2 separate regions of the Zea mays genome follow, and region 2 is linked to region 1. The links are chromatin contacts, called in public Hi-C maps. All regions are on one chromosome and are shown on one strand. Each heading gives the region's core, a stretch centred on a gene start, on an enhancer-like site or on the middle of the called end of the contact. The rest is flanking DNA. Distances are from core to core; before and after follow the strand shown. Region 1 holds the start of LOC100383590. Region 2 has its middle 83 kb from the start of LOC103653231.

What was found. Hi-C and Micro-C count contacts between places; a contact is called where the count stands out from the background.
Region 2: a Hi-C map of ear shows a contact between it and region 1, with 2.7 times the contacts expected there. The contact joins the enhancer-like site here to the promoter of LOC100383590 in region 1. A contact is called at or near these places in 6 of 25 Hi-C or Micro-C datasets (bundle sheath, ear, leaf and 1 more).

The regions. Positions count from the first base shown.
Region 1 is chr4:48,126,940-48,130,221 of Zm-B73-REFERENCE-NAM-5.0, reverse strand. LOC100383590 reads right to left here and starts at 1,652. Exons shown (of 7, transcript NM_001176238.1): 1 at 1,349-1,652; 2 at 1,212-1,257; 3 at 1,008-1,122; 4 at 736-803; 5 at 1-600. The coding sequence starts at 1,431.
Region 2 is chr4:48,355,564-48,358,680 of Zm-B73-REFERENCE-NAM-5.0, reverse strand. No RefSeq gene overlaps it. Among protein-coding and RNA genes, the nearest start is that of LOC103653231, 83 kb to the left of the region's middle. Within about 2 kb of position 1,495, at least 17 of the 20 cell types and tissues checked have an H3K27ac peak or open chromatin away from gene starts, as enhancers often do. A contact at or near this core is called in bundle sheath, ear, leaf and 1 more, where this site is marked.

The DNA.
Region 1 (3,282 bases), core at 403-2,902:
GTACTGCATGTCGGTGAGCGTGCACACCGTGTCGAACAGCAGCTTGGGCCGGTCGCGGCACCGCACGTTGACGAGCGTGTACCCGCGCTCGGCGCAGTCCTCCACCGCGACCACCGGCACGCCGTTGCCGTTGCCCGACGCCTCGCCGCGCTCGCGCTCCTCCTCGCCGTCGCCGTCGCCCCCGCCCTCGCGGCGGGCGCTCCGGTCAGCCTGCATCATCTGGTGCAGGCGGCGCGGCGCGTGCTCCACGCGCGCCGACGATACGGCGGCGCGGGCGGCCTTCTTGTCGCGGCTGCTCCCGCGCAGGACGTGGCGGAGCAAGCGCTTGACCGTGTCCAGACGCGCCGGGTCGTCGATGGCGCCGAGGGTGTCGGCGTCCGTCACGTGCACCAGCGCCGCCACGCGGCCGTCGTGCGTCCAAACCTCCGACGCCACCACGTTGCACCTGAGGTCGGCCAGCACCGCGAACACCTCCGACAGCAGGCCCGGCCGGTCCCTGCCCACCAGCTCGATGGTGGTCTGCGCCTCCTCCGCCTCCGCCTCCACGGCCACCAGCCGCTCCGGCGGGCCCCGGAAGCTGAGCGACCCCGCTCCCAGAGACTGAACGACACGGAACCGGATCGTCAAAACCGAAGCTAACTGAACCGCAGGTTGCTCTGCGCTCGTTCTGTTCTTGGCTGGCGTTGAATTGAACAGCCAGCCAGACAGCCAGCGACAGGGACATGTGCACTTTACCTGCTCAATTCTGTCGATGACTTGGCCGTCGTAAAGTTTATTCCCATCCTGATCCACGACATGGAACACTGCAGAAAGGCGAAACAAGGCCACACACACACCCACCACACATCAGGATCGGGGGGAGGATAGAAAGATTACACAACCGAAGCAAAAGCTAGGCTTTGCATAATTGCATTGCATCACCACCCCCGAAAGGCACTATCTTTCTTTCTCTCATCTATCTTCCTAAACTTTCCAGGGACGGCAGGGAGGGAGGCAACGGCACTCACCGTCCATGAACCACTCGCCGTCGGAGGAAATGTAGGCCCGGTTGATGGTCAGCTTGAGGTCGGTCAGCACCTGCACCACCTCCAGCAAGGTCCCGTACTTGTTGGCGCTGTCCACCTGCAGCAGGCAGAGATCGAACGAACACCCGCTAAGAGAGAGGAGAAGAAACAATAAGAAGAGCTCTGCAGAGCTGCGGCGGCGCTTGCCTTCACCAAGGTGGCAGTCATGTCGGAGTCGTTGTCCACGGTGACCCTGCGGGGTGCCAAACGGCCAAGAAGCAGGCACGGTTAGAAGAGGGCGACGACACAGCAAAAGGAATGGGGTTGGGGGGAAGAAAAACAACCTTGGAGGGTTCATTCTGAGAACCAGCTTCTCGTACTCGTCGACCGTCTCGCTGGTTCGACGACTTCGCGACCCACACGCCATCGCTGTGCAAACCTCGCTCGCTTTGCTTGCTTGCTTGCTTGCACAGGCGCTAGTGTCTCTCTCCGTCCCCGCGGCCCCGTGGGTTCTCCTGAGCTCTGAAGAAGCGAAGCTCTCAGCTAGTCCTAGTGATTATATATATATCTTGGCCATGGCCTCTGCGTTCGTGGCCTCACGGGGTTGGGAGGGGGGAGAGGACAGCAGTAGCGGCATGCCAACTCGTGGATTTGTGTATGCATTCTCTTTTTCTCTCTCTGGGGAGTGGGGTGCGTGCTGTGTGCAAGTGGCTGTGCTTGTGTCTGTGTGTGGTTTTGTGGGCAGGCAGTGGTGCTTGGTTGGTGTCCCTTCGCTGGTTTGAAGGGAGATGTTTGGGGGAAGAAAGAAAGAGACCATCCCATTCCCAGTAGGGGGAGCTTGTCTCTGCCTTCCGCGCCTGCCCATAGTGGACATGCCTGGTCTCTTGCTAGGCAGCGATCCGGGGCCTGTGTTCACTTGCTTCATCGTTTTCCTCTTCGAGGAACGCATAGAACTACCGTGCCTGAGGGACCACGCACGGCTCTCGCATTTGGACGTTGTAGTAATACATTGCTGCCTGCTTATTAGTGCCACGGCAGATTAAAGTTATGTATTGACGGAAGGTTTGCGCATAGCCTGGCCGACCGGATCATGTGGCACGACGATATTCCTGTCTTTCCTTCTTTTTTTTCCTTCCCTTTTTCGGTTTTATTAGTCAAGGAGTAACAGTCAACGAGGAACCATGCATCGTGTGACATGACACATGTAGCCTTGGTAATTTATTAGCCAAATTATTTTGTCAAAGGTTTGAAGTTTGGTATTAAGGCGTTGTTCCAAACCTATGGAGCTAATCCTTGGTCAACCACATAATACTATGTAAGTTATTAACTAAGGTGGTGTTTGGTTTTAGGAACTAATTTTTAGTCCCTTCATTTTATACCATTTTAGTCCTTAAATTTTCAAATATAGAAACTAAAATATAGTTTTAATTTCTGTATTTAGCAATTTAGAAACTAAAATAAAATAAAATGGTAGGACTAAAAATTAGTCGCTAGAAACCAAACACCTTGCAGCTAACTGCTAATGGTTATTCGGGATATCGCTAAACATTGGTTGGTCTAACTTTTCGGTTACTTTTAGCTACCAAATGTTACTGGCTATTAGTTTTAGAGGCTTGAGCCTACTAACTTACTGTGTCTGATCTTTATCCATATCTGTATTCTTAAAATTAAATATTTAAAATATCGTTATCTATTTAAATTTTATCCGACACAACTCAATCTGAATTCGAAGAAAGAGAAAAATATGAGAATAGATATAGAATAAGGGCATGTTTGTTTACCCCAATAGATTATATAATCTGGATTATTTTTGGAGGATTATATAATCTGGATTATATAATTTGGATTATATAATCTGAGTAGTCCTGTTTGTTTACCTAGATTATCTGGCGTGTTTCTGTTGGGCGGCGGGCTTCTCTGATCCGATAGGCGCAAAAACGATTCGGTAGATTATAATGGCAATGATGGGTAATTTCTAGGAAACTTGAAAGGGTAGTGGGGAAGTGGGAAAAAAAATAATCTGAAATAAGTACCTCCTTACTTGCTTATGTATTATCATAATCCAAGGGATTAGATTATATAATCTGGACAAATAAGCTAGACTGTTTGTTTGCCTCTTAGGATTATTTAATCCAGATTATATAATCTGGGGGTAAACAAACAGGCCCTAAGTAGTATCCGTCCCGTATCCGATCCGATTACACTAAAAATAAGGTAAGTAATTAGCCATCATGCGTCCGGTGCAATATTTGCTTCCATGTAACCTCAAACGAGAAAA
Region 2 (3,117 bases), core at 246-2,745, 230 kb before region 1:
GACGGGGTCCCTCCCGGGAGCGAGATCTAGGCGCCGCCGACGACCTTCGCCGCCCCTCGTGCGCGGACCGTCCGGCCCCAGGGCGCGGACCGTCCGGCTGTCAGGCAGGGAACCTTTGCCCCTACTCCAGGTCGCGGACCGTCCGGCCCTGTGCCGCGGACCGTCCGTGCCTGACCAGAGAGCACCGCCGCCGGTTCTTGTTGAGTGATTGGCGCTCCGAAAAGGCGTCAACATACAGTTTCACCATTGTCGTGCCTCACCCTTGCTCTTCCTGCTTTATGCAAAAATAGAGTAATATTATACACAAATGGAGGTTTGAGTTTTATGGATTTTGGTTTCACATTCACGTCCACCCAATCAACACAACAAATGTTTTTATGATTTATTAAAACAAAGTTTAAATAAAAACGTAGCAATGCACAATCTTCATACCATACTACCAGTTACCACTAGTGTCCGAACCCCTTGATCGGCAACAACCGATGCATGCAACAAATATACTGATTGGTTCACAGTGGCCAAGCAGCGAGCTCGCGCGTAGCCGGTCAGCCAGATACGACGATTTCTGCCGTACAAGCACATGCAGACAGATAATATTAAAATAACTTATTTTACATCTATTTGTATAACTCACGCCTCCACATACAGATAATTAAACATATATTAAAATAAAATCAACACATATGGTGGTCCAGAATAAGATCCTTTAAATAGAGCATGCAGATCTAGTCGGATAAGAACGATAGCAGCAGCCGAATCCCATGGCCATAATTGGCAAAATCTTGGCCATGCCTTCCGTGAGGTTTCGGCTATTGCGCAGCACGCATAAGATGGACCGCTCTGTCCCTTCCTCACTACACAAAGGTGTTTTCTCCCATCCAACTTGCAGCACATTGTCTGTTCATATCAACCCCCTCTTCGGACCTACATCTACTCTAGTAGCACAAAGAAAACAACAGGGGAAAAAAACCATCGGAGAGTCCGCTTTTACAACGCATGGATTTCAAAGAGGTTATATATGATTTTTTTGCGTAATGAGTTACTTTGTGGTGAAATATGTTCATTCCGATTTTAAATCATTGACTTTGACATGGTTGCTTGTACTCGCTCCGTTACAATTTATAATTAGTTTAACTTTTTTAACCTAAGTTTGACTCACTCGTCTCATTCAAATAAAATTCATCTTTATTATTACTTTTTAACGTGACATCATTTAGAATACAATATAATTTAAATATGGCTTTGATTTTTTCATTTTTTCGCGGAATTATTTCGATGAAAAGTGGCATCTTCGTTGACAGCAAGGCACATGCATTGACTTTACTAGTCTGGAGATATGTCAGGTTATAAAAAGTAGTTTATGCATGTGCTAGAGCTTGCTTGGACAAACTTATTGTCCTGATAGCGCGGCTGAGCTGAGTAGGACAGTGCAGTAGGCCCACAAAGACTCGGAATAGGAGCCCGCCAGTTTGGTCCAGGCGATGGGCCAAGCGGGCTAGCCCAAACCACAACAGGTCGTGCCACCTAACTCGACGTGACATGTCTCCCCTAAGGTCTGCCCGTGTTGGTGTTGGTCCAAAAGTGTGGGAACCTGGCTCACGACTGTCCCTTTTTCTCACTCTATAACAGCTAGCAGCTAGACCCCGAGCCTCAAGCTGCTTCGTCCACCAACTTGGCTTCCAGCGTCATTGGCTCGCTGTTGCTTTGTGTCAAGGACTATATTATCATGGATCATCAGATTCGTTCACTTCCCTCCCGTCAGCAGTCGGGACGTGAAAAGTCATAGAAGTTCGTTCCCTTTCCCAGCAATACACACTTAGAGAACAAATGAGACACAATATGTATGGTTATGTCTCTGCCCTCTTTCTATCTTCTACTCTCTTATAAAGGGTATAATATATATCTCTTTATATAGAGACGTGAAACCTTTCTTAGGAACATAAGTGGTATTCACGGTCATGCTTCGCGGATCTCGTGTACTGGAGCAGCATGCAGTAGATGTAGATGAGATACAGATTCTTTGGGGGAGGATCGATTCTTTGTGTGGTGCTGCAGCGATACAGACTACAGTGCAGCGTCATCGGGCAGGCAGGTAGTGCGAGTGGAAAAAAGGACGGACATACAGTTAGTTCTTGTTCGGTTATTCCAATTACATGTGTATTGAAATGGATTGGGATAGATTTTGACTTGTTATGGATTTAAACCGACTCAATACCACCCAATCCACATGGATTAACGGTGAAACGAACAAGCCCTTAGTTGGAGAATGATTTTAGTCCCGTTAACCTTTAACAGTCCCTGATTTTGTAACCGAGGCCAGAATGACTTCTTTCCTTTTGTAACCGAGGCCAGTACGTACGTTTCTTATCACCACACCTACACGCTATATCCAACTTAGTCTTCTATGATTTCGCTTTAGATTTTCGTGGAGGACCAGGGCCGGTCCTGACATTTCGGGGGCCCTAAGCAATAATATATATGAAGGCCTTATATGAAAATTTAAATTTACTATTTTTTAACTTTTAAATAATATCTGAAAAATAAAAAAGTTGATAATTTACACAATTTTATTCAAAATGATATGACAGGAGACACTGTTACAATATTTATGAGTCGTAAAATTATATAACTCTGCCTTTGGTTTGACTTTTGAGAGCGAGTATTTTTACTTTTAATTTGTCAAACTAACCTAAACCTTAAAATGCACGGTAAACCAAATCTAAATACATTAGAGCAAATTTTCTGAAAACAAAGTTCAACAAACTAAACAATGATTAAGCAACATAGGTTATTAGGGTCGGCGTAGGCTAGAATTAAACAACGCGACAAGCACAAGTGTACAACACCTTTTGTCCTTCTCACTTCAATCAATATTTAGTATTCGTCCAAGCAGACTGTTGCGTGACCTCGAAGAGATGGGTTGCCAGAAAATCAAAGAGACGCAACAAAATAACGAGAATAGAGATTTATCTGTAACATATATGTATTTGGATATAAGCTGAATAAACGGGGACCCTACGGACCTTGGGGGCCCTGAGCGGTCGCATACCCTGCATACCCTCGGGGCCGGCCCTGTGGAGGACCTATGCCTCCGTTTGTTTCGGCTTTTCGCAGCTT